Linked DNA regions of Mus musculus: regions 2, 3, 4, 5 and 6 are each linked to region 1. The links are chromatin contacts, called in public Hi-C, HiChIP or PLAC-seq, Micro-C and promoter capture Hi-C maps. All regions are on one chromosome and are shown on one strand. Each heading gives the region's core, a stretch centred on a gene start, on an enhancer-like site or on the middle of the called end of the contact. The rest is flanking DNA. Distances are from core to core; before and after follow the strand shown. Region 1 holds the start of Ppp1cb (protein phosphatase 1 catalytic subunit beta). Region 2 holds the start of AI839979 (expressed sequence AI839979). Region 3 holds the start of Mrpl33 (mitochondrial ribosomal protein L33). Region 4 overlaps Rbks (ribokinase). Region 5 holds the start of Ctbp1 (C-terminal binding protein 1). Region 6 holds the start of Ywhah (tyrosine 3-monooxygenase/tryptophan 5-monooxygenase activation protein, eta polypeptide).

Region 1 (4,146 bases), core at 620-3,119:
ATTTAAAATTTAGATTATATGAAAACAGTGGTGGGCTTAAATTCCCCTTCTCCGAAGAGTAACAAGATATAAAGATTTAAAATAACTATATTTCCCTAATAGAGCCAGCCATGTACTACAAGCATAAATTTTTTTTAACTAAACAAATTTCTCACAGACCCAGCAAGATGTTTCTATCAATTAAAGACCACAAAATCCCAAGCAGTAAACACAGCAAGCACCAGGGGGCCTCCCAGGAATAACTTGATACTAAAGGAGAAGGTAAATAAGAAAGAGTTCCTGGTAAAAGTTCTGCCTTTTTCTCAGCCTTAAGGCTGCTGGAAAGCTTTTACATCTGGAGCATATAAACAGAGTTGTTTTGTTGTTGTTGTTGTTTTAAACAGAGAATAAATACTTCGTACTTTAACTAGTTAAAGAAAAGTCACCCCTCTCCACGCTCTTTGGTAAAATTCCAAACACAAACAGCTTCGCTGTAGTAAACACACGCATTCATTAGGAGGCTGACAAAAAGGACTCTTAACCACTCAAAAACGCAATTCTTTTTTACACACTCCACAATTAGTGACGACGCAAATTTTATAGCGTAAAAGGGTTCTTTTGACCAAGACCCGCCTTTAACTTCGAACAGTATCCCCCAACGGACCAATACATTTAACTACTGGCCTCTCCATCTCCTCTTTTCTCCTTATGTTCCCACCAACACAAAACTAATCGATAAAAGCATAAGAACCCGGAACTTCAAATGCTGAGAACACTTGTAAAATACCTTTTAAGCTCAAGAGATTATTCACAACAGACATTTGCTAAGTTTGTGCAGAAATTAAACTCGGCTCAAACATGTTTAAAAAAAAAAAAAAGCCCCCAAATCAACCCCTTCAGCACATGTATCCGGGCGTTTCGTATTTCTAACGGACGTCTTTAACCTGATTCAGGATTTTTACTGTTTTTTTATACTCCAGATAATAAATGGTAAACTAGTCATCGTATCCTCTCCCTAATTCTTTCTAGAGCATCCAGTAAAATGCAAACGATCCGAGAGCCTTACTGGGAAGGTTTTATGTAAAATTCACTACCGGAACGACCATCGGAGGCTGCCAAGGGCAACGCACAAAGAGAACCGAGAAATACACATTCCACGGACACACAAAGCCCAGCGGCAGGCATCCTCGCCCCTTCTTCGGAACGGTCTGCAGAGGCCAGCACAGCGGCCAAGCGGAGCCCGGCCGCCTCTCGGGAAGACTGTACCAGCCGATGGGCCTCCGGCCTCGCTCGGCCCGGCCTCCCCGCCTGCCCGCCCGCCAGCCCGCGCTCCTGGCCTCCTGGGGCACCCGGCCCGCCCGCCCGCCCGCCCGCCTGCCCTCCTCTCCGACCTCAGCTCGAGCGGGAAGGGCCCCGCGGCCGGGTGGGGAGACGAGCCGGCGCCGCACTCACCCTCCAGCAGGCGGGTGATGAGGCTGTCCACGTTCAGCTCCCCGTCCGCCATCTTGTCGGCACCAGACTCTCCTCCCTAAAGCGTTAACAGGGCTTCTCGGCGGCGGCGGCGGCTCGGCGTTCTCACCTACGAGTCACGCGGCGTTTCGACCCCGGCTCCAACTCCCCCCGGGCGCGGGCCCTCCCCCCACCCCCTCCCCGCCGAGCAGCGACAGCGCGCGCACACGCTGGCGGCGCCCACTGGAAATAAATAAATAAACAAGCAGGCCCCCAGGAACCGGGCCGCGTCAGGAACCGGGCCGCGTCAGACCCCAGCCGCCACCGCCTCCTCCACCTCCTCCTCGGCACCGCCCAGCTCCGCAAAGCTCGGCAGCGCCACGGACAGCCCCGCCCTCAGCGTCACTCCCTCCCCTCCGCCCTTGCGGGCCGCCTAGCCGCGCCGAACTGCGCGCACGCGCGCCACGTCCCCTTCCTGCCTCTCCAGCTCCCCGCCCTCCCCTCCGCGGTTGCTAACGCGCAGGAGCGATTCCCTCTCTCAGGCGTTCCACTGCAACGAACAGTCGCCACTACGCAGGCGCAGGGCGGAGCCTGCCTTGCTTGTGAACGCAGAGCCGGCGTAGGCTGGAATGACCTTCCTTCCCTGCTCCCCAGGGCCTGGTGGTTCCGCAGAGTTAACTATTGCGTTCTTCCCGCCTTGCTTTTCTTTTCTAGGTTTCAGTCACTGGTTTTCAAAACAATTGCTCGTATTTCCGCTAACCCGGAAACGTGGGTTTCAGTTGCCTATGTTGGAAACCCAGGTGTGCTGGAGATAAGAGACTTCTCTGTTGAAAAAGATTGACATTGCAGATCAAGGGCTCTGTATCACATCACCAGAGTCGCTGATTCGCCAGGTGACCCTAGAAGAAACAGGATTCAAAGTGGGCCTCAGTCAACAGCAATAAGATTTTACACGCTCCCGACATCTCCATACACTCAGGATACCACTTTTCTATAGTTCTTTTCTGTTCATTGATTTCTTATATTGCTTAATTCTCTTATCTTGTGATTTTTAAACATTTCTCTACTGCACTCGGTTCCTAGAGGATAAAAATCACATTTACCGGGCATAAGAGACCTGTAATCCCTACAACTGGGAGATGGAGGCAGAAGATCCAGAAGCCCAAGGTCATCTTCAGCTACATAATAAATGCTTGCAGTTGGGATAAATTAAAAACAAATACAGGGACTGAAGAGATGATTCAGAGGTTAGGAGCACTGCCTGTTTTTTTGCAGAGGACATGGGTTCAATTCCCAGCACCCACATGGTTACAACTATCTATCTGTAATTTTGATTCTGATAAAAATAAAATAAAAAGAAAAGGACATGATTGCTTCTAGGTATGATGAAGAAAAAGGTTTATTAGAGATAAATGGGAGAACATAGTTGGGAGGAAAGACATCTGGGAATATTCAGAGCGAGCATGACTCTGAGGGGGAGGGAAAGAGAAGATTAGGGCAGGGAGTGTGCATGCCATACATACCCTGTAACAGGTAGGAATGGCTGAGAGAACCTGGGTCCAGTAACCACTTTCACATGTTAAATAAGTACCTCTGTCATTTGTCCCAGGTTTGAGACCTAACAGTTCCAGGGCATCTGATGCCCTCTCGGTCCTCTCTATGGGCACTATACATAGTACACAAACATACATGCAGACAAAGCACTCATATGCATAAAAATACTTTTTAAAAGTAAAGAAGGAAATAGAAAAAAAAAAAAGGAAACCAAGCATGGGAAAGATCAGATTAAACCAGGGGCTTTATTTCCAAAATGCACGCTGGAAGATTCTGTTAACTTGAAAAAGATGGGCTAAAAAGTTGACTCTCTGCTTTCTAGAAACTAAGAAACTGAAACACCAGTTACAAATGGAGGTAGATATTTTGATGCCATTTCTCCAAATCTATCTCTTCCATGACTTTAAGAATTCAGAATACTTGGGAATGCTTATGTAGATGTCTTATGTTTTTATGGGCCCTATAAGTCCCAAGGAAAAGAACTTTTAAGTCTTATCCACAACTAAAGTTCAATTATATGCAGACATGCTAAAAAGGGTACCCCCGTCCAATGGGACTACAAAGAGAAAAAGTGATCATTGAAAAGAGAGTTGCTGTAAACAGGACACAATTCAGTCCGACAGAATTATGGGTTCAAGGAAACAAGAGAGAAGGTCAGAGTTTCCATTCCCCGTCAGGTTTTCCAGTGTCTTGGAAGATTGAAAAAGAAATGGGTCATAGCAGAAAATGTTGGGATTTTTTTTCCAGGGAGGGGCATCATTTTTGTTATTTTTTATTTTGAAACAGTGTCTCACTATGCAGCCCCTTGCTGGCTTGGAACTCACTATGTAGACCAGGCTGGCATCAAACTCTGCAATCTACCTGCCTATTTTTTCCCTAGTGCTGAGATTAAATGTGTGTGTCATTACACAGAGCTGAGAGAATTTTTGTTACTAGTAGTCCAACAAACTTTTCTATGAAATGTCCCCCCAAAAGAAATGTAAAAATTTGCAGAGCTGTGGTGCCAAACACCTTTAATCCTTGCGCTTGGAAGGCAGAGGCAGGCAGATCTCTGAGTTTGAGGCCAGCCTGGTCTACAGAGCAAGTTCCAGGACAGCTAGGGAGGGCTAAAAGAGAAAGCCTGTCTCAAAAAAGAAAGAGAGAAGGAAAGAAAGGAAAGAAAGA
Region 2 (4,146 bases), core at 1,142-3,641, 890 kb after region 1:
CAGGTATTACTGTAGTTAGAAAAATGGCCAGATCTAGTTAATCTGGAGGAAAGAAATTGCAAACAGTAGCACCCCAGTTTCATTTGCAAGAGTGAGCTGGACGTGGGCTTTAGAATCCTACAGAAGCCTGACATGACCATGAGTTTTCTGTCAAACTGAGGAATCATCATTTACATGAGATAATGTCTTTAGAATCATAAGACTACAAAAAAAAAAAAAAAAGAAAAGAAAAAGAAATCATAAGACACTAACCCTAAAGTAACATCAAGGCGTTCAGGCACCAGCATTGCACATGTGTGTGGGTGGTGCACTAGGATAAATGAATCCATCCTTCTGCAGAGAGTGCTGAGGGCACACAGTGTCTGACACTGGCCCAAGCACTTGTTTTCACTAGAACAACTGCTGGTGGGGTGGGGAGGTACTCAAACAAGTGACAACAAGAATATGGCATTGCTGTCCTTGCTGAGGTGGTGGCTGCTTCTGTTGCTGCTGCTTTCTTCTTCTTCTTCTTCTTCTTCTTCTTCTTCTTCTTCTTCTTCTTCTTCTTCTTCTTCTTCTTCTTCTTCCTCTTCCTCTTTTTCTTCCTTCTCCTTCTTCTCCTCCTCCTCCCCTTCTTCTTCTTCTTCTTCTTCTTCTTCTTCTTCTTCTTCTTCTTCTTCTTCTTCTTCTTCTTCTTCTTCTTCTTCTTCTTCTTCTTCTTCTTCTTCTTCTTTCTCTCTCTCTCTCTCTCTCTCTCTCTCTCTCTCTCTCTCTCTCTCTCGATATATATCAGGATGACCTTGAATTTGTGGCTATGCTCCTGCTTCTGCCTCCAGGGTGCAGAGTACTGGGATTGCAAGCATGTACCATGATACTTAGCTAGAAATTTTTATTTGTTTTTTGAGACTGGGTTTCTTTATGTAGCCCTGGCTGTCCTGGAACTTACCATGTAGACCAGGCTCCAATTCAGAGATCCACCTGCTTCTCCATGCTTTGCTTTGGGGATTCTTCTCTTTTCTCTTCTTTTTTTTTTCTTCTTTCCTTTTAAAATGTATATGAGCACACTGTTGCTGGCTTCCAACATATCAGAAGAGGTCATCAGATCTCATTAAAGGTGGTTGTGAACATATGTGGTTGCTGGGAATTGAACTCAGGATCTCTGGAAGAACAGTTAGTGCTCTTAACTGCTGAGCCATCTCTCCAGCCCCACCTAGGGAATTTTTAATAATTGAAATTACCCAACATATGTAATGGAATGTCTCATGCTTACATTCAGAAAAGAAATAATAAAAAACAAATCTTGTTACGAAGAAAACCGGGTATGGAAATACCAAGTCAATGAACTTGGTCCAAGTTCAAGGTCAGTAGAGGGGCTGCACTCCCTGTGCCTCGATCCCAGCCCTTCTACTCTTACAAACATGCAGCATGCCTACTACTCCGACTTTTCTTTCCTTTGTTTTTAAAGACAGGGTCTCACTATGTAGCCTTGGCTAGCCTGGAACTCACCATGTAGACCAGGATGGACTCTTAACTCCTAGAGATCATCTGCCTCTACCTAGTGCTAAGATTAAAGACATCCTCAGTGTCCCCCATCCTCCAGTGTCCCCATCCTCCAGTGTCCCCCATCCTCCAGTGTCCCCCATCCTCCAGCTCACCTGCTGCATCTGAGTTCCCACTGTAAAGGAGATCACAGATGTTTCCCCACTCGGGGTTGGTGAAGGTTAAGGGGAGCATCAGAGAGACCTTAAGTCTGGTTCTCACCGACTTTATACCTTGCCCAATGGCACATGCCAGCATGAGAAACACGGAAATTTGGCAAACCATGCAATCTACCAGGAACTCAGCTGTGAAGGGAGAGACAGTCCAAGATTGCCTGCAAAGTTTCTGCTTCCTCTCAAGCCCTCCAGAGGCCCCAGAGGAAGGAGTCCTGACCCTGCCATCTTCCTTAGACTCCAGGGCCTCCTTTTCTCTAAAGAGGCGTGGAGGGTGCTGAGTGTGGGGTGAAGGGGAGATCAGTGCAGCCAGGCTGCAGTCAGGCACAGGAGGCTGACCTTCAGTTAGCTGCTGCTAGACTGAGCTCCCACTAGTTACCTAGGAAGGCACCCAAAAGCACCGGGAGGCTGGGGGGCGGCGGGTTGGGGCAGAGACCACCCAGGAGAAATGAAGGGCTTGGTGTGGGGAGGGAAAGGAGGAAGCGGGGTGGGGGCAGTATCAGAGAAGAAGGGGCACTAGAGAGTGAGGAAAAAAGCAGAAGTCATTGTGTGGGGAGAAGGTTGAGGGATGATGCCGAAAAAGAGGAAGGGGTCAGCGGTGGCGGTAAGACTTTGGAGAAGGAAGGAGAAAGTCGAGAGGGAGGGAAGAGGAGGCGGTCCTGATTCTCCACTTTACTGCCCATTCCTTCTCCCTTGCTGAAACATCCAGCCGGTGCCTTTGTGGCCTCTTGGGCTGGGTTGCAATCTCATGCCAACCCGCTTGCCGGTTGTCAGGAGGCCTCTGGGGAGGACGCTGCAGGAGCCTCAAACGCCACCTACTCCCGGCCTCTCTCCCGGTTGATGTTTCTATTTTGGGCACCACATTATTTCCTGCTGTGATTTTTTTTTTCAGGCTTCTAATTCAGGCTCTGAGGTAAGCTGTGACATCCGCTCGTGCCCGCAGGCCCCTCCCGCACACTGCTTGTCCTCCTGGGGCGCGGGCACCCCTCAGGCCCAGCAGCAGTCCAGCCACTGCGGGGAGTCTTGGCAGGGCCTGCCTAAAAATAAGCTTTCGGATTTCCCCTCCCCCTGGTAGGGCAAAAGGAGGCTAGCTGGAATAGATTTCTAGGCAAGGATTTGAGGGGGTGATGGAGTGAGGTTGACAGGGACCTGCTATAAACTGTGCCATTGTGCCTAGGAATGGGAGTCCAACGCTTCCGTGTCCGAAGTCTGTTTAACTATATTTGGACAATGACCCTTTAGAGATGCTGATAAAGGCTACACAGAATCCCAGAAACTGTCCACAACAAACTCACAGGTAGGTTCCTGGTAATTTTGGGTTTGTGCACTTCCTTGAGTCGGGGAGCCCTTGTTCAAAGCCCTGGGTATGCATGGACGCCTCCCTCCCTGATCTCTCCTCTCAACCTCAGTATGCCTCATTATATTTAATCAATATGTGCTTAAAAAGAAGAAGTCTCTGTATGTGCAAGTACTTCAAGCACAGGCAGATTATAAGCTATGTCCTTAGGGAAACAACAGCCTCTTAAAACTGTCTTCTGGTTTACTCCCAAGGACCTGCTGGCCATCTGGCAGTGAGGGCACCCACTGCATTGGGTTCTGGCAGATTTAAGTTCCGAACTCAATTAAGTAGGCTCTGTTTTTGTTTTTCCTGACTTCTCTCTCACAGCAGACAAAATGGTAAAGCTCCCGGGAGTCTCACCCATCCCAGTCCATGGGGGTGACTTTAGCTGAGACTCCTAGCAGTGAGGATATGGAGCCTGTTGTGCTTGTAGACAGGAGCCTAGCATAACTCCTCTGACAGCTACCCAGCAGCTGACTGAAACAGATGCTGAGTCCCACAGTCAAACATTAAATGGAGCTTGGGGACTCTTGTGGAAGAGTTGTGGGAAGGATTGCAGGCCCTGAAGGAAATAGGAACTCTACAAGAAGACCAACAAAGTCAACTAACCTGGACCACTAGGGGCTCCCAGAAACTGAACCATCAACCAAAGAGCATACACAGGCTGGACCTAGGCCTCCTTGCACATATGGAACAGATATGTAGCTTGGTCTTCATGTGGATCTCCCAACAACTGGAGCAAGGGCTGTCCCTGAATCTGTTGCCTGCCTGTGGGTCCTGTTCCCTTAACTAGGCTGCCTTGTCTGGCCTCAGTGGGAAAGGATGTGCCTAGCCCTGCAAAGACTTGATGTACCTAGGTTGGGGGATAACCGAGGGAAGAGGGAGGGTTCCATCTTCTCAGAGGAAAAGGGGATGGGGGACTGTGTGAAGGAGGTACGGGGAGAGGGGAGCAGCAATTGGGATGTAAAGTGAATAAATATATATATCAATGAATAAGTAGGAAAAACGATCAAGTTCCTCACATGGCTGAAAGTGAAAGAGGCAGCGTCTTTTAAAAGGTCTTGGTCACTGGAGGTTTTTTTTTGCTTTTGAATCACATGCACCTTGTCTGCTGTT
Region 3 (4,146 bases), core at 475-2,974, 850 kb after region 1:
ACAATGCCCCTGAAGACTACAGTATTTGTTGATGGAACAAGAAAGACAATGATGCTAGGTATGGTGGTACAGGCCAATAACCCTAACCACTTAGGAGGCTGGAGCAGGAAGTTCACAAGTTCAAGGCCAACCTGGGCAACTCATTGAGTCTGAAAACTTAGAAAAACAAATATGAGGCTGAACAGAATTCAGGAAGAGAGCTTGTGCCCAGCATGGGCCTAGGTTCAATGCCCAGTACTGGAGGGGAGAGAGGGTTATATAATTAACATAATTATCCATTCAGTCACACGGATTCAACAAGTCTCTATGGGGTACTTACTCTGTGAGGAGCCCTACAAGACACTAAGTCTGTGCCTCCTAGGGCTGAAATTATGGAACAGATGGACTGGCCCATAGGCAAGGCACAGGTCTAGCCTCTCAGTTCCAGCTGCCTAACGCTTAGCTCTGCAATCTTTCTAGTGCTTGGACTGACTTCTATAAACAGGCTCTAGGTTTCCATCAAATCAGAGCTCATCTGTAGATTCCTGCAGAAGACTCAGGCAAATGGCTCTGGTTAGGTAGAGCCAAACAGATCACCAGCCTGATGCTTGCTTTAGGAGCAAAGCAATGAACTAATAGATTCTGAGGTGAGACCAGAAGCAAAGTTCCTTTACACAAAGGCTGTGAATACTCCCTGGGACAGAAGGGAGACAGCACAGTCCTCAACTTACATCCTCAGTTTACCCAGTGCAAATGCACTGCTTTGCAAGAGGCCACATTTCCCACTGTGCTCTCTTCCCCAGTTAGTAACGGGTACCTCGGCTTCCTACCAGCCACAAAGGGAAGAGGAAGCAGGGTTGCTAAGCGACATGATCTGTGGTTTTGGTATATCAGATGCATTCTCAGCTTATGTATCTGCAACCCAGGATCGAACTGTCAATGGTAGCACCATCAAAGGACTTTTCCCCCAAGGTGCTCACATCAACAAAATAATTAACCAAATAAATAACCCCAGATCAACTCTTGGGAGATCAAACCCAAACACTGGGCCAATAAAACAAAAACCTTACTTACTTTGACTTGCTCTTGGCAACTTGTGTGTGTAAAGGTTGGAAGAAAGAAAAAAGATAAGGTTGTTATTTTTTTCATTCGAAGTGCTTATCAACATTAGTTGTAACCAAAAACACTTTAAAAGTATTCCCCACTTTACACTAAAATAACTTTTTCCTGGTGTGAGTCTGGCCCACACAATTATGAATGTTTTGTTGTTGTTGTTGTCTTGGTATAATCAACAGTTGTCTGCCATCTTAACATCGTTCTAAGTAATATCTGCTCTATCCCCACCCTTCTATAGTGTAAATATTTGTACTGCAACACAGCTCTTGTTTGAACTTTACAGACTGCAGCAAAGTCGCCTGAGATGCTAACTCTAATCAGGATGTCAGCCAGGAGCCAGGCAGCGGGGTAATACCACAGCGGCCAGTAGACATTCTTCGGACACCCCTGCAGAGGGCGACGGGGCTCCCGCCGCCTTCTCACCAGACCCGGAGGCGCGCCGCGGGGTGGCAGCCGCCGCGCCAGGTCCTCCACCCCTCCGGGCTCCACCTCGGGACCTGCGGGTCACCGCCTCGGCTCCACGCCGCAGGCCCTGCCGCCGCCTCAGACCGACTTACAAGAGACAGCGGAGAGCAGCATGGTCCACCGATTCTCACCGAGACCCGCCTAAAGAGCTCAACGACTACTTCCGGGGCATGCGCGGGTTCCGGTAGAAGGCTCAGGAAGTGGACAGAAGCCACGCCCTCCCCTGAAGTTCGGGCAGTCTCTGACTCAGTGATTTATTGGTAGTGAATTTTGTGGTATTATGGGAAGGACCCCCCCTCCATACAAAAGATAATACTGCCAAATATCACAATACCCAGATCTGCCTGGCTCCAAAACATGTAGCCTTTCCCAAGAGACACTGATCTATCTTTTTTTTTTTTTAATTTTATTATATATTTTCTTTATATACATTTCAAATGCTAGCCCGAAAGTTCCCTATATGCTCCCCTACCCACCCTGTACTGGGGCATATAAAGTTTGCAATACCAAGGGGCCTCTCTTCCCAGTGATGGCCGACTAGGCCATCTTCTGATACATATGCAGCTAGAGATACGAGCTCTGGGGGTACTGGTTAGTTCATAGTGTTGTTCCACCTATAGGGTTGCAGACCCCTTCAGCTCCTTGGGTGCTTTCTCTAGCTTCTCCATTGGGGGCCCTATGTTCCATCTTATAGATGACTATGAGCATCCACTTCTGTATTTGCCAGGCACTGGCATAGCCTCATACGAGACAGCTATACCAGGGTCCCTTCAGCAAAATCTTTCTGGCATATGCAATAGTGTCTGGGTTTGATGGCTGATTATGGGATGGATCCCCGGGTGGGGTAGTCTCTGGATATTGTACTCTGATCTACCATTTGCCCAGCAATATTTTTATGCCTGTGCAAGAAGTCCTAACTCCACCACCAGGGACCTCACTGGTAACTTCATCTCCCAATTAATAATCAGGATTTTATTATTTTTGCTGTTGTTTTGCTTAATTTGTGTGTTTATAATGACTCTCCCTATATTATAATTTATTTTTACGCCTGAGTGTTTTGCTTGCTTGTATATTTGTGTACCACTTGTGTGCCTGGTACCTGAGAAGTTTAGCATCATGCTTCAAATCTGGAACCAGAGTGTTATGATAGTTGTGAGCCACCATGTGGGTACTGGAAAGCAAACCCTACTCCCATACAAGAGCAACAAATATTCATAGTGGCTAAGCAATCCTCTCTGGCCTGTTGTTGTTGTTGTTGTTGTTGTTGTTGTTGTTGTTGTTGTTGTCTTAAGTGATCTTCTCAGCAATGCTGTATTTCCATTTCCATGTGAGGAATCCAAGGATAAGAATAACTAACTTGGCCAAGGCTGTTCCAGTTATTAGTGGAAAGTCTAGGTCTTGAATCCAAATCTTCAAAATCTGGAGGTCATATTTTAAATTTTCAAATATGGCAGGCATGTACTTAGTGCTAGTCTAGCTAAATCAGAGAGTTCCAGGTTCAGTAAAGATCCTATCTCCAAAAAAATTAAATAGGGTAGAGAGAAAGCAACATTGGCCTGTCCTCCACACATGCACATATGTTCATGTGTGCCAGTTCACATGTACACACATATAACACAGGAACACAAAAAAGATACCATGTCTCTTGAATGCTTGAATGGAGTGTGAAGGAGGCAATTACTTTCTCCTCCCATTAGGTACATCTGCCTGTTATTTACACCTAACACAGTGCTGGCAGCTGGTGACTTGATTAAGATGTTACTGATACAGATGTAATTCCAGATTTAGTTTTTCTTTCCACCTGAACTTAGCCCTCTATGCCTTATAAAGTGCAGAGCAGCAAAGGCAGCCAGAAAGGAAAGGTGCAGTTAGTTAGGTAAGGAGAACAAGTACAGCCTTTGTGGAAGCTGGAGTTGGGGAGGGAAGAGAGGACACCACTGTTTAACCCGGATCTCCACCCAGAGAGTGGATGGCGGGAGTGAGAACCCACACCTCATCCTAGGTGCACCTGCCTCGTGTTGGCAGACACGCACTTAGTGATGGGATTTGGACCTCTCTATGCTGGGAGGTCCCTGACAGCACACTATCCAGTCCACTGTCACACATACGCCCTGCCTGACTCAAAGTTGGGGAATAAAGCTGTTGTTCTTGTCCACAAGATCAGTGGTGTTAGCTCCCTAACCTATCCCTCAGACCAGGGAACATGGGTACTGGTAGAAGGGAGACCCCACAGGAGAAGATTGAGTTTTCCGAAAAGTGATGGTACTTGCTCAGTTGCCTCCAGGCAGACCAAGGCAATTTCAAAATCAAATCTCAACAATTTAGTATTAGAGCAAAGAGCACCTTGGAGAATAAGACTGAAAGCTGGGCTTATGCCCTGGGTTCAGTCTCCAGGGAATAGGCATCCTTAGGTTGGCAGTTAATATGCCCCCATCATTCAACCCTGCCATCATGACTCGGCCCCATGCCTTTTCACTGAGGTCTACTACAAGGCAATACCATTAGAAAGCATTTCCTGACCTGTATGCCCCATCTCACCCCACACTTCCCTCACTGTCCCCTCAGAGCAGCCAGTAGACTTCTCTG
Region 4 (4,146 bases), core at 980-3,479, 830 kb after region 1:
TAAATGTTTTCCTCCTCACCCTTCTTTTCCGCGTGAAATATTGAGCCAGCAAATATACTCATCTGCACATTTAGACTTCCTGTCCCTCTTTAAAGAGACACCAACCACTTGGGAACCCATACCCTGTATGAAAGAAAAGTCCTCAGCTGAGTTTCCCTGCTCACCCCAGCAGCTAGAGCTGACCCGTCACATGGGGAAGGGAACCCTGAAGCCTGATGGCTCTGCTCACCACGATGAGCCCTGACCTCAGATTCCAGGGCTGCTAGGAGACTCTTAGCCCAGGCTTGCTCAGCCACCTTTTGAGCTCTGCTCCAACTCTCCCTGGCAGTGACAGCATCTGCTCAGCCATGGAGAGCAGAGTGTTCTACCAAGCTATAGTGCAGTGGAGGTCCAGGATGTCGGTCATTGCCATGGGAAGCCCCCTTTCTGAGCCGATCTCCAGCCCCACCTCTCTTGGCTTTGACTTTTCCTAAAGCCTCTGCTCCTTATCCCCTAGGGATGTCTGAGCCTTGCCTGGCTTCCCCAGTTCTGCACTGACCCCAGGACTGTCCACTCTACTCCCGTTACTTGATTTGAAAGAACCTAGTGGGGAAACCCCCACTCAATTCTCGTTCGGCACGCACCCAAGAATCACGAACAGACGACCATCTTGATGTAAAAGCATGAGGTAGTTTAATGATGGAGCTCCAGGCCTACACGTATCTCCCGCAGGAGACAGAGGTGCTGACCACATGGTGGAGCCATAATGGCAGAGCTCCGGTTCGAAACTTATCTCACGCAGGAGACAGTGGTTTCGACCCTGAGGCTTGGAAGCTAGGGACTTTTATAGAAAAGGGGTGGGGCTGGGGGAGGAATTGGCGCGGTTTCACATGATTGGTCCATTTAAACATTAACAGACTGTCAGAAGGGCGGGAGATAGGGAGGCACTAGGCCAGTCAGGACATGTAACGACAGGCCTGCCCGGGCATGTCCTAGCCTGTTCTGCTATGTTCTCAGCCCCAGGTTTCAAAGCTCACAAACAACTCTTTGGGCTATTTGACATAAATTACATGAATCACAGGTCTCAAGGTTTATTTCCTTTCAGATTCTCATGAACTCACTAAAGGGTTCATGGAGAACCTCACCTAGCCCACAGCGGAGTGAAGGTCAAAGTTCCGGGGAAATTCTGATGGCCACTGCTGGAGCTCTTTACATCCTGGCCTGCATAATCAGGGGCTCTAGGATACTAGCTTCTACCCCTTCCAAGCCCTCTGACTCTTCTCCTCTGAGCTGGGAACAGAAAATCAACCTTGCTCTAACTCTCAAAGGATGGAGTCCCTATGATGGTGACCCCTTCTGTTCCTGGAACCTTGTCTGCCCCCACTCATCTAGGTCATGAGTTTCTACTACATGTAAAAGAAATGGCCTCTGATATACCATGTAGTCTGCCCTGCTGTGTTGAACACCCATTCTGCCAGGCTCTCCTGGACCCCCTGACATTGTCTGAATTAGTAGCTACAACAGTCCCATCATACAGGTAAATAGATGCAGAAAAGCTGAACAACCTGCCAGAGATCACACAACCAGTACATCAGTCAAATGGGGGTTTTGGATCTGTCTGACCCCACCCCATTTGTGCATGGTTCCACTTGAGAAAACATCTCAGTTGTGAGTTTTTCAAATGGCAGAGAGGCTTCAATACAAGTGAGAAGGCAACCCACTCACCATCCCTAAAAGATGACTGAGGTAACAAAGAGACTGAAGAGAGATTAAAAGGTCCTTCTGCATGGTGTCCCTGAAGTTTGGGATGCCTAAACCCAATCAGGTTCTCATGCCTCAGCTCCTGGACAGGGGAAGGAGGCAGAAGTGTATGCTTAGACATCAGTGCCAGAGGAGGGTAGGCCTGACTGCCAGGCCAGCCTAGAGCAACTGAGGCAGCTCCCTAAAATGATCCCTGGAAGGCAATTCCATTCCGAACCAAATGCAGAGAGCAGGGCTGACCCGAGTGCTCTAGAGCAAATCTGGCCCCCAGCACCATGTAGAAGGTAGTGGGGACCCTGACAATTTACATCTGCTCTCTCCTGAGCCCCTAGTCAAATCCTTGAAAAAGAAATGGTGTGTCATCATGTTTCAGCCATTTCTGAAACCACAAGCAGACTAAGGAATTCAGCCTGCAGTGTGGGCTCTGAATAGCTCTATGGAGGGAGAGGCCTTGAAAAGAAAAGCAAGTGGTATCTACTTGTCAGATGGAATGTGTGAAGACATCCAGGAGGAATGTGGGGGCTCTGTTCGGGTGGCTCGGGCAGTTTGGCCTCTGAATCATGCCATGTGGGTTCAGATTCCTAACAGATGAAGCCTCAGGGCTGACATCACTCTCGCAAGATCACCCGGGAGCTGCGGTGCTGCCCAGCAAGTGTTTTACCTTGGGGATTTTCCCAACCACATTTAATATCTGTCATTCCTTCCAACTCACCCATTTTCTGTCATCTGGAATTTGACAAACTAGGACTCTTATAAGCCTGTTTCATTGCTGGTACCCCCCTCCTGTAAGATGAGGCATTCTTAGAATGGCATGTGCTCTCTCTCTCTCTCTCTCTCTCTCTCTCTCTCTCTCTCTCTCTCTCTCTCTCTCCCTCCCTCCCTCCCTCCCTCCCTCCCTCCCTCCCATAGTTTCCAGGTAGCCTCAGCTCTGGTGACTTCTGATCTCTGTTGTTACACTTCAGCCTCTCACTCCCAGGACGACAGTACCTGCTTGAAACCCCCAGGCCTGCTCTGGCCATGGCCAGTTTCCTCCCATCTTCTCCATCTTTCTTACCTTCCTCAGTTTCCTGCATTTTCTCCTTCCTGTTGAGTCCCTCCTGGTTGTTGTTCCTCCCTCAGCAGTAAAGAGTCTCTGATTGTCCTTCTCAGCCTTTATCCCCTGAAAACAACAATTCCTCTGTTGTCCCCTTCTTCCCCCACACCTGCCTGAGGCAATCTAGTTCAAACTCTCTGCTCCTGTGGCAAGCATAGAGGAAATGGTACCTGCTGTGATTTGAATCCAATTGGTCCCCTCACACTCACATTCTGAGTGCTTGTCCCCCAGGGGGTGGCACAGAGGACCTGGAGGACAAACAGCCAGGCCAGCAGGTGAGTTGCTAGGCACAGGCCTTTGAAGGCTATGTCAAGCCACACACTCCTACCATGAAGTGCTTTTCTTGTCCTTACGGACCCCTGCCCCAGCCCTGGAATAATGAGGAAAACAACCCTCTCCTCCTCTTTTACTCAGTTCTTTGGTCACAGTGATGCAAAAGTAACCAACACGGTATCGCATGCAGGGCACAGGGAGAGATTCATGATCTTCGTGTTTATCCCTGACACAAGCTCTTCCCACAGGCAGTCAAGAAAGCCTCTCCGCCTGTCCTTCCTAAACCCTTCCCTAGACAAGACTAAGCAATGTCTGCCTTCCCTGTAAGGTTTCCACAGCAAACTTGAGCCACTGTAGTGCAGAATTACATGCAAGTGGTCATCCACACCCTAGCACAATCGAGGTCATAAAGAGGTGGCAGTCCTGCTATGTCACTGGAGTCCCACACAGATGACCTCGCTGAAAACTGTGCCTGTGAGCGCTGCCTTTTCTTTAAATATCGAAGAGTTGTTGACATGCCTTGAACCAAGGAGAATCAGTTTCCTCAGCTTTAACCTGAGGATGGCACAGGGTTGCTGCAGGCCTCCAAGACACTGAAAATCACAAGATGCCTCACTGCATGGCCTCTCGGCTTTGTGTGACTCACTCACTCACAGGCACTCGGGTGCAATGCAACTTGCACAACATAGAGCACAGTTTGAACTGTGCCTTCCTCCAGGGATCCTAGTGAACATCCAAGAAGTAACATCCAGGAGGCCCAGAAGAGCCTGACAATGAGGGAAGAAAAGAAAACCAGGTACTGCGGCCAGCCAGCTCGTGGTTCAAGTGAGGGTGCCGTGCTGGGGTAGTAGTCTACCATCTTTAAGCATTTCCTTCCCAGCTCCCACCTTCATCAGACAGCCCTCAGAGACTGGGTCTGAACTGGGTCAGTTCACTGATGGCACAGAACCATGATCTTAGACAAGAGCCCCAGGAAGGCAGGGAGCAGAGGAGGGAGTGGATACGTGGGGTGTTGGCCAGAGAAGGTGGTCTGAAAGGAA
Region 5 (4,146 bases), core at 656-3,155, 820 kb before region 1:
CCATTCCTTGGATGAAAACCTAGTACTCTCTGGTAAGGGAACAACTGGGATCCCCTTATCACTCTGATAAGTGTGATCCCAGGGAAAGTACAGCTTTGCCAGAGGATAAACAGCTGAGGCAGGCAGGATGGGTCCATTTACCAGTAACCAGTCTAACCTATGGCCTGTGGTGGAGACTGCCAGGGTAAGGGTAAAACATCATACTCTCTTACTGGCACCAGGATGATGGCTCAGGACTTCAGACCTTGAGCAATGCTGAACAGAGTGGAGTGAGGGTGAATGTGGCCCAACAGACACCAGATGCTCTCTCAGGAGCAAGTGCTTACAGGTGCCTTTGGGCAATCCTAAGGTCATAGGGTCTCTTAGGATGGGCATGTTCAGAACCACCTGTGCATCTCCACATCTCTACCTAGTGGCTTTCTACCTCACATCCGCAGGAGCAGACTCCTGCCTGCAGGGACCATCCCTGGAGTAGGAGTCCAAGCCAGTGTGATGGTGACAAGAAGCCTGGGTTTCCGAGGCTTCCTGGGAGGTTTCCGAGGTTTCCTGGGAGGCCCTAAGGGTTTTTTTTTTCTTTTTTTTTTTTCCATTTTTTTATTAGGTATTTAGCACATTTACATTTCCAATGCTATACCAAAAGTCCCCAATACCCACACCCCCCCCACTCTCCTACCCACCCACTCCCCCTTTTTGGCCCTGGCGTTCCCCTGTACTGGGGCATATAAAGTTTGCAAGTCCAATGTGCCTCTTTCAAGTGATGGCCTATTAGGCCATCTTTTGAGCCCTAAGGGTTTTTATACAAGCCCTGATATAATCCCTCACAAGGATGGAGTGATGTGGTGGTCCTAGTCACAATGTGCAAGAAAAAGTGGGAATTTGGGCAGCCTGAGAAGGAATAGGAGGTGTCACTCTGCCATGGAGTTGCTATGTTAGGATGGAACAACTGGGAGGAGCCCTTTGGATGGATCTGTAGGGAGTCACCTGCAGCTCGAGAAAACTGGAACAGACCAGGAGAGACAGTCCAGGATAGGGGTGGGGATTAAGGGAAAGTGTACATCTGCTGGCTTTCCCCCCTAGCCCTCAGTCTATTTAGGAAATACTGTAGCAGGTTTGAGACTCCACCTGTTAGATCTTTTTCTCCATCCATGTCTGCCAATAGATGGAATTGGAAGGTATTTTCAAAGCATTTTTTCTGTAAACAGATGCCCAGGCCCTTGTCATCCCTCATTGATACTGCCCACCTTTCTCAAAGATTTGATTTTCAAAACTCGTAACCATATGGCCTTCAGCATCCTTCAGTTTGGACTGTTCCCGTGATGTTATTATTATTATTATTATTAATTATTATTATTATTTTATTTTATTTTATTTTTTTTTATTTTTATTTTTTTTAACAGCTAAGCGGTATCCCTCGCTACGCCTGTCTGACAGTCCCACCAACAGTCAGTCGCTTACTCTGGGGTGGCCAGCGGGCATCTGTCCCTGCGCACAGATCACTTTCCCTGGCTGGGGCGCTGTCCAGCTCCTGGGTCCTGGGTCCGCGGCCCCAGCTCTAGCGCACAAGGGGCCGAGTGAACCGCTCTCGCTGTCCTCTTGAGGCCCCGGCGACTAGACTGGTAGCGCCCCACGCGGATGGGCTGCTTCACCACTCAGGCTCCGGCCCAGGTCACCGCGCCAAGGAGTGGCAGGGGCGCAGTCCGGGGTACGCGCAGGGGAGGGGAGGCCGGGGGCGGGTACAGCTGGGGGCGTGTCCAGGAAGGGAATCCAGCCTGGGAGGGGCGCTGGGGGTGGGGGCCGAGCGTCGGGCCGGCGGGCAGCTGGGCCCCTGAGCCGCCCGCGTACGTCCAGCGCGCCGCCTTGCCTGCAAACAGCAGACCAACCGAGGCCACGCCCGCGCGCGCGCGCCGCGTGTCCCCGCCCGCTCGTCGGTCGGAGCGCGGCTGGCGGCGCGGTGGCGGCTCGGCACGGCGGTGGCCGGGCGCAGGCGGCCGGGCGGAGTAGCAGACTGCGCCGAAGCCGCCCCAGGCGCAGGGCTCGCGGCGGCGGAGAGCGCCGGACTCATCGGGGCCCGCGGCCACCCGCACCTTTCAATGGGCAGCTCCCACTTGCTCAACAAGGGCCTGCCGCTGGGTAAGGCCGCGCGCGCGCATTTCCGGCTGCGGGCGGGGGGTGGAGGGGCGGGGGCGGGGCGGCCGGGCGCGCGCGGCGCTGGCTTTGTGTGCGAGTGCGCGTGCGCGCTCGCTGCGCGCGCGCCTGGTTGGGGGGGAGAAACCCAGGAGGCCAACGGGTGATGCGCATGCGCGAACTGCTGCACGCGCGTGCGCGTCCCTATTTTCCGATGCCCGCTCGCGACCCGCGCAGGTGACAAAGGGGCCTGTGGTGGTGCGACCCAGACTGTGACCGAGCCGGGCCTGTCTTCCTGGCCCGGGGTCCCGCGAGGATCCTTCTCGTGGACACCCAGCCGGGACCTAGGTGTTCCCGGAGTGACGAGCCTGCGGATTCCGCATGGGCCTCGGGTCGGCAGATCCGGGAGCGGGTAGTCTCTAGAGGTGGCGCTGAGGGAACATGGGTGGCCTACATGCCTATCACCCCTCTGGTCGACTTAGTGATGCTCAGCTTGGCACCTGGATTTGGACCACTTACGTTTTTTTTTATTCATTTATGAAAGTCCTTAAGCCACAGGGGTCCTGCCTGTGGAGGGCAGTCCTTCCTTGGCTGCGTTCCCTGGCCGCGTAGCCTGGCGCACGCGCAGCGAAGACGACCCCACCTTCGGGCGGGGCAGCCGAGAGGTTTCGGATTAGGGAGGAGCCTTTTGCCCACCGTCCAAGTGCCCTACAGTGTCCCTCTCTTTGGCGCTTCCACTTTAATGACCACACGGCTTGACCCCCAGCTCTGTTCTCACAAGGGCACTGCCTTCTTCCTTATAGCCTGAAAGCTGGCAGGGGATGAATCCTCGCAGCGTGTGCTGCCAGCAGGAAATAAGGAACTGTAGGCAGGAGGGAAAAAGGGAGGCGCCCTGTGATGGCCCACTATACCTCTTATCACACAAGGCCATTTTGCAGATCCTGTCAGTTTGTTTCAGGGTGTGGCGGGGTAAGGCCCTCCAGGCCTGCCTTCATCCTGGACTGGTGGTGGGTACTCCTCCCCTACACTGCACCTCTTCAGAGCTGAACTCCCTGGAGGCTCATGTGTATACACACACACACACACACACACACACACACACTTTTGTAGGAAGAGGCTCTGCACCCAAACCAGCAGGGTTATAGTCCAAATTTCCCATGGGGTAGGGAGGGCAGGCCCAGCCCATTGCCTTCCAGAAATCAGCAGGACAGCCTTGCCTGTCAAACCTTTCCTGGCCCAGGGTTATGTCCCTTGTCGTGTTGAGCTTTTGATTGATTAGGACAAATTTGCCTTGTAGGAAGGAAAAGGGAAGGAGTTTAGCTGTCCAGTATTTAGGAAAGTGAACCCAGTGAGCCAGGGTGTCAGCAAGATGATACCTAGCAGTTTTATTCCCCGGGTAGTATGTTCCCTTACTGTGTTTTGCTTTGTCACTTCCAGATTCAGAGCACGTGTCCAATATAAACAGGGATACACAGGATGCTTACCCCAGTGTGATTGGCATGCAGGACATCGGGGCTCCATTATAGAGTTGGACTAACATCTTTGAGACCCCGGGGGAGCATGATCTCTGGAAGAATGATAGCAGGATGTGAATATGGGCTGGGCTCATATGTGTGTTCTCTCTGTTTCATCTGCAACATGGGGTGACAGCTGTGGGATGTGCCAAGTTCAGGGACAGCGTTGTGGTGTAGTGTGGGGTCATACTGTTCTCCGGAACTCTATGAGTTTGCTTGTCTTGTTACTATTTAGGGTGGCAGCTGTGGTTTGAGGCTGCTCTTTCTCTGCATGGCCCTGCTGTATGTGTCAGCCTGGCTTCCACAGATGTCTGAGGGCACTGTGCCATGTTAGTTGTACATAGTGTGGGCTGGGGCCTGTGGAATCCTGGTGGGACCTCAGTGATACACTGTCCTTCTCTGGCTATTCTATCTTCTGTCACCTGTGGACCTGTAGCAGGTTTCAGCTTGTGTTTCGCCCTTTTCCAGATGAGTCTCATGCTCAGAGAGGTCTAGTGTCCCCTTCAGG
Region 6 (4,146 bases), core at 858-3,357, 560 kb before region 1:
ATTAGCTTTTGCAAAATGTTTCCTCAATGCCTCGGAGAACATCTGTGGATACAAGCAGGAAATTGCAGAACACTCTTCAAGGCCATTTAGAAACACACCAGAAACCTTTTCTTTTTTTTCCTGCTAAAATTGTTTTTTTCTTATAATCTCTCTCTAGTCTTTCCTTTCTTCCCACCTCAGGATAGTTGATAGCTCCAGACATCTGATGGCCATTTCCCCTTTACTGTGTATCCTCTTCATTTTCAGAGGTCCTCCCTAAACTGCCCAAACCTCCAAGCCCACTCACATATGGAGCAAAGGCCCCCTAAGCCAGCTGTTCAGGGAGAGGCCTCAACTTGCACAATACCAGAAACATTTAGACATTTAGTAGTGACTTGGTGTGTGGATAGAGGTGGCTTTCAGGGTACACTTTAGTAATATCAGTCTTGTTTCCAAAAAATTTTGCAAAACTGTTATTTTAAATTCATTTTCTCAAAGAATCCACAATTTCTTCAGAAAAATTCATACCCCAAACCTAGAATGTTCCCTGGTATAAATGAATGCTTCTAACCAGAAAAGCATACCATAATGCTGAAATCAGTATCACCAAGGAATCAACAAATGGCCTGCCTGTGATGTTGCTGGATTCCAGAGACATCCTGCTGAATGTGTACAAGGACCCTGGAGGAAAGCTAACTTGATTATTGTTCTTACCTGAGAAAATCCTAAATGTTGGCCTCAATTTTCTATTTCATGTAGTATCAAAATACAATTTCCAAATTAAATGTGTATGGAGTATGTGGGTTTAAGAAAGCCTTTCAAAGACTAGCCATAGGTCATATGAGCTACAATTCAGGGCAGTTAATACTTAGGTCAGCTAAAAACTGCCCAAGGGCTGCTAAAATGCAGATTTCTGGGTCTCACCCTCAAAAATGTTTATGTATTTAGAAGTCTAAGGTGGAATCCAAGGAAATTTTCTCCCTAGTCTTAAGAGCTAGGTGGCCACAGTTGTAATTCTGCCACTGTGTGACCTTGACAAGAAATATTCTTTTAGAAAAAACCCAGGATGATGTGAAGAGTTGTCTATAGTGATGTGGTAACAGAACTCCAAAGTCTTGGGTAGGCAGGTAGGCTCTAGGCTAAGCTATTGACTAGGGTGTGGCTGGGCAGGTCTCCTTTACCGGAAATCAAGCTCCAGAATCCATCTCTGAGGGTCTCAGGAATGCAAAGGCCCCCAGGGTTGCTTCGTTTTCATTTCATCTCCAGGAAGGCACGCAGCATGGACCGTTGGGATGTATGCAGGGACCCACACCCTCCTTCACGCCCAGGACTGCTGGAAAGGGGTCTTCCCACACAAAGCCAGACCCGAGGTGTGGAAAGTGGGGGAAAAAAACAACTTCAGACAAGCAAACCAAACCGGTCGTAGTAGAGAAAACCAGGAGATGGGTCTCCACTCGCGGATGAGCCTTTATTACAAGTGGGTGAATGGTGGAAGGAAAGCGCCTTTCGCCCAGGTCCGGCAGAAGGGTCTAGAAGCAGGAACGCGACTTCCTCCTTTCCTCGGGCACCCCCTCCCCCACCGGGGCTCTGCGCTAGGACACGGCGACCCCCGCCCGCCAGCCACCGAGAGGCCTCCCGGGGAGACCCCGCCCCGGCCAGGCCGCAGGAAACGGAGAGTCCAGCGGCCGCCGCGCCCAAAAGGTGGCGGCGCGTAGGGAGAGAGCCGCCGCCCAGGCTCGGGCCGCCCCGCCCCGCAGCCCCCGGCCGCCCGGCTCCCCAGCGCGCTCACCGCCTTCATGGCGGAGGCCATATCGTCGTAGCGCTCCGCCTGCTCCGCCAGTCGCGCCCGCTGCAGCAGCTGCTCTCGATCCCCCATGTCGCTCGCGACTCGGCCTCGCCTCGCACGCCCACACCGCCTGCTCACTCGCTCGCTCGCTCGCCCGCCCGTCCGCTTCCCGGTCGCCGCCGAGGCCGCTACCGCGCACGCGCACTGGCTCGCCGGCTGGCGGGAGGCTGCAGGCTGCGCCGCCGCTCGCGCCTTCTCGCTGGCTGGCTGCACGCGCTGTGGCGAGCGCCGCGGAGCCGCCGAGAGAGGATAGGGGGCGCCGCGGGCGGGCGGGCGGGCGGGGAGGACGCGACCACGCCTGCGCACTCGGATCAGCCCGCCGAGCTACGGGAGGGGGCGGGGCGGCCCAGCCCTAACGGTCTTTTTAAGGTGACGTCACCTACTATAAATAGCCGCGGCGAGGGCCGCGCTGGAGAGCTGCGCAGGCGCCTTAGGAGTACTGCAGTTTACCGCCGCAGCGTTGGAGGGTGGGGAGCGGCTGGGGCGCGGCGATGGTGGTTCCGCAGGCAGGCGTTGTCGCAGCCCTGGCCAGGAAAACGCTACAGAACCCATGATAGAGCTCGGGCTTGAGAAGCAGATACCCGCAGATAACCCTGTATGGAAAAGCCGAGGCGCCCCGGACCGAGGGGCGGCTTTGTTGGGTGTTGCCACCTCCAGCAAGCGGTCAGCTCTGTCAGCGGCGTGGGGTGGGTCCTGCCCTTTGGGACAGCCCCTCACAGACACACTAGAATCCACAATACTGCAGGGTAGTGCCATCCTTAAAACTGACCTTGGGCCAGCTCTGGCTTGCACAGGAAGGGATAGGGAACTTGGCAGAGCGGAGTAGCGTTCAGGACATACCTACGGGGACCTGACTTACTGTTGGGCCTTGACTAGCACTAACCTATTTCATACAACCACTCCGGGAAAGGCTCAGCAGGTCCCCCATTCTTCAAAGCAGAAGTGCAATCTACAACCCTGGTAAACCTAGGAAAACCAAAAGTTGGCAACTATCAGGGTCGACTTAGCCTGGTTCAAATCTTTTTAGGGAATTAGTGATTATAGGTCAGAGGTGCAGTGTTGGCCTGGAGGGCCTGATGCTCAGTGGAAGAAGGAACAAAAATTCAAGGCAAGGTGACATATCCTATTTGTGGAGGGGCCAAAATCTAATTTCAGTGTCTTCTTGGATTTCTGTGGCGATGGACTGGACACTAAGCCTTCACCGCTCCTGTCGTTCTGTGCTAAAGGTCCCTGGGTTGGACCTCAAGCTAGAAAAAGTGCAATTAAAACAAAACAGTCTGGCATGGTGGAACATGTCTTTAATCCTAGTAGCCAGGAAACAAAGGAACAGGCAGGCATATCTCTGAGTTCTAGGCCAGTCAGGGATACACAGAGAAATCCTGTCTGAAACACACACACACACACACACACACACACACACACGGCTGTTACACAAAGAGAAGCCATGCACACACATAAGAAAAATCTAGCCCACTGTAGCACAGAAGAAGGGGCCTTAGGTTCACTGAGGAGTGTGTGTGTGTGTGCTCATGTTGAAGACTGCTCAGGAGCCATGTTTTTGTTTTTGTTTTTGTTGGTTTTGTTTTTTGAGACAGGGTTTCTCTGTGTAGCCCTGGCTGTCCTGGAACTCACTCTGTAGACCAGGCTGGCCTCGAACTCAGAAATCCGCCTGCCTCTGCCTCCCGAGTGCTGGGATTAAAGGTGTGCGCCACCACACCCAGCTATGATATATATATGTGTGTGTGTGTGTGTGTGTGTGTGTATATATATATATATATATATATATATATATATATATATATATGCATGCGCCACCCCCATATCACCTGTCACTGTCACACAGTCACACACTTAAGATACTTGTTAGGGGAAATATTAGCCTGGTTTGTTAACCAGGATTTGTGTTAGTAGAGGTGGCTCTTCAAATATGGTGAAACTTAACAGATGGGGACCTTCTAACCACTCAAATCCCAGCTCATGGCTGCCAGGTCCTTATTTATTTGAAAGTTTGTTGTTGTTACATTGAAACAGTCTCACATGTAGTCCAGGCTGGCCTCAAACTTGTGATTCTCCTACCATCCCCCCTGGAGTTCCCAGGTTGCGGGCACGTGCCCCGAGTTCCAGCAAACCTCAGTTTTTGAGCCTGGCATGAGCCAGTTGCACCTTTGCTGGGGTTACTGCAGTATTGAGCATGTAGCCGGTGCTCAGTGCTGGAGGCAGAGCTCCGGGGAGGGAAAGTGCCCTCTGCACAAGCCTGGAGTGGTAAGAAGCCAGTCAGGTGTGGTGAAACATGCTTGAGTCCCAGTGCTGGGGAGGTAGAG

What was found. Promoter capture Hi-C pulls out the DNA fragments that hold promoters and counts their contacts. Hi-C and Micro-C count contacts between places; a contact is called where the count stands out from the background. HiChIP or PLAC-seq counts read pairs in DNA pulled down with a chosen protein or histone mark.
Region 2: a promoter capture Hi-C map of neutrophils shows a contact between it and region 1, with 11 times the contacts expected there. The contact joins the promoter of AI839979 here to the promoter of Ppp1cb in region 1. A contact is called at or near these places in 17 of 39 promoter capture datasets (the 3T3-L1 cell line, 3T3-L1-derived adipocytes, the HPC-7 cell line and 11 more), 9 of 484 Hi-C or Micro-C datasets (adipose-derived mesenchymal stem cells, cardiomyocytes, cortical neurons and 4 more), 19 of 115 datasets of contacts at active chromatin or transcription factors (DN3 thymocytes, the NIH/3T3 cell line, VIP interneurons and 14 more) and 3 of 9 other capture datasets (embryonic stem cells, liver and macrophages).
Region 3: a Hi-C map of B cells shows a contact between it and region 1, with 10 read pairs. The contact joins the promoter of Mrpl33 here to the promoter of Ppp1cb in region 1. A contact is called at or near these places in 3 of 39 promoter capture datasets (the C10 cell line, cranial neural crest and liver), 3 of 484 Hi-C or Micro-C datasets (B cells, embryonic stem cells and myocytes), 9 of 115 datasets of contacts at active chromatin or transcription factors (the NIH/3T3 cell line, bone marrow-derived macrophages, embryonic limb bud and 3 more) and 3 of 9 other capture datasets (adipose tissue, liver and macrophages).
Region 4: a contact with region 1 is called in an H3K27ac HiChIP or PLAC-seq map of epiblast stem cells. The contact joins the enhancer-like site here to the promoter of Ppp1cb in region 1. A contact is called at or near these places in 3 of 39 promoter capture datasets (the C10 cell line, embryonic stem cells and liver), 1 of 484 Hi-C or Micro-C datasets (embryonic stem cells) and 6 of 115 datasets of contacts at active chromatin or transcription factors (the NIH/3T3 cell line, bone marrow-derived macrophages, embryonic stem cells and 1 more).
Region 5: a contact with region 1 is called in a promoter capture Hi-C map of erythroid cells, with 10 times the contacts expected there. The contact joins the promoter of Ctbp1 here to the promoter of Ppp1cb in region 1. A contact is called at or near these places in 1 of 39 promoter capture datasets (erythroid cells) and 3 of 484 Hi-C or Micro-C datasets (B cells, erythroblasts and spermatogonial stem cells).
Region 6: a Micro-C map of embryonic stem cells shows a contact between it and region 1, with 4 times the contacts expected there. The contact joins the promoter of Ywhah here to the promoter of Ppp1cb in region 1. A contact is called at or near these places in 4 of 39 promoter capture datasets (cranial neural crest, frontonasal cranial neural crest, maxillary cranial neural crest and 1 more), 4 of 484 Hi-C or Micro-C datasets (CD4 T cells, embryonic stem cells, erythroblasts and 1 more) and 4 of 115 datasets of contacts at active chromatin or transcription factors (bone marrow-derived macrophages, effector CD8 T cells, extraembryonic endoderm stem cells and 1 more).

The regions. Positions count from the first base shown.
Region 1 is chr5:32,456,693-32,460,838 of GRCm38.p6, reverse strand. It overlaps Ppp1cb (protein phosphatase 1 catalytic subunit beta), which reads right to left and starts at 1,869. Exons shown (of 8, transcript NM_172707.3): 1 at 1,432-1,869. The coding sequence starts at 1,483.
Region 2 is chr5:31,569,642-31,573,787 of GRCm38.p6, reverse strand. AI839979 (expressed sequence AI839979) reads left to right here and starts at 2,391. Exons shown (of 3, transcript NR_102275.1): 1 at 2,391-2,604; 2 at 2,869-2,988; 3 at 3,358-4,146.
Region 3 is chr5:31,611,529-31,615,674 of GRCm38.p6, reverse strand. Mrpl33 (mitochondrial ribosomal protein L33) reads right to left here and starts at 1,724. Exons shown (of 4, transcript NM_025796.3): 1 at 1,653-1,724; 2 at 1,054-1,072. The coding sequence starts at 1,674. The region is part of intron 2 of Gm38424 (a long non-coding RNA gene); the gene reads right to left.
Region 4 is chr5:31,628,369-31,632,514 of GRCm38.p6, reverse strand. All of the region lies in intron 7 of Rbks (ribokinase), which reads left to right. All of the region lies in intron 2 of Gm38424 (a long non-coding RNA gene), which reads right to left. Among named protein-coding and RNA genes, the nearest start is that of Mrpl33, 16 kb to the right of the region's middle. Within about 2 kb of position 2,229, at least 145 of the 459 cell types and tissues checked have an H3K27ac peak or open chromatin away from gene starts, as enhancers often do. A contact at or near this core is called in the NIH/3T3 cell line and epiblast stem cells, where this site is marked.
Region 5 is chr5:33,272,763-33,276,908 of GRCm38.p6, reverse strand. It overlaps Ctbp1 (C-terminal binding protein 1), which reads left to right and starts at 1,905. Exons shown (of 10, transcript NM_001198861.1): 1 at 1,905-2,130.
Region 6 is chr5:33,016,777-33,020,922 of GRCm38.p6, reverse strand. Ywhah (tyrosine 3-monooxygenase/tryptophan 5-monooxygenase activation protein, eta polypeptide) reads right to left here and starts at 2,107. Exons shown (of 2, transcript NM_011738.2): 1 at 1,769-2,107. The coding sequence starts at 1,855.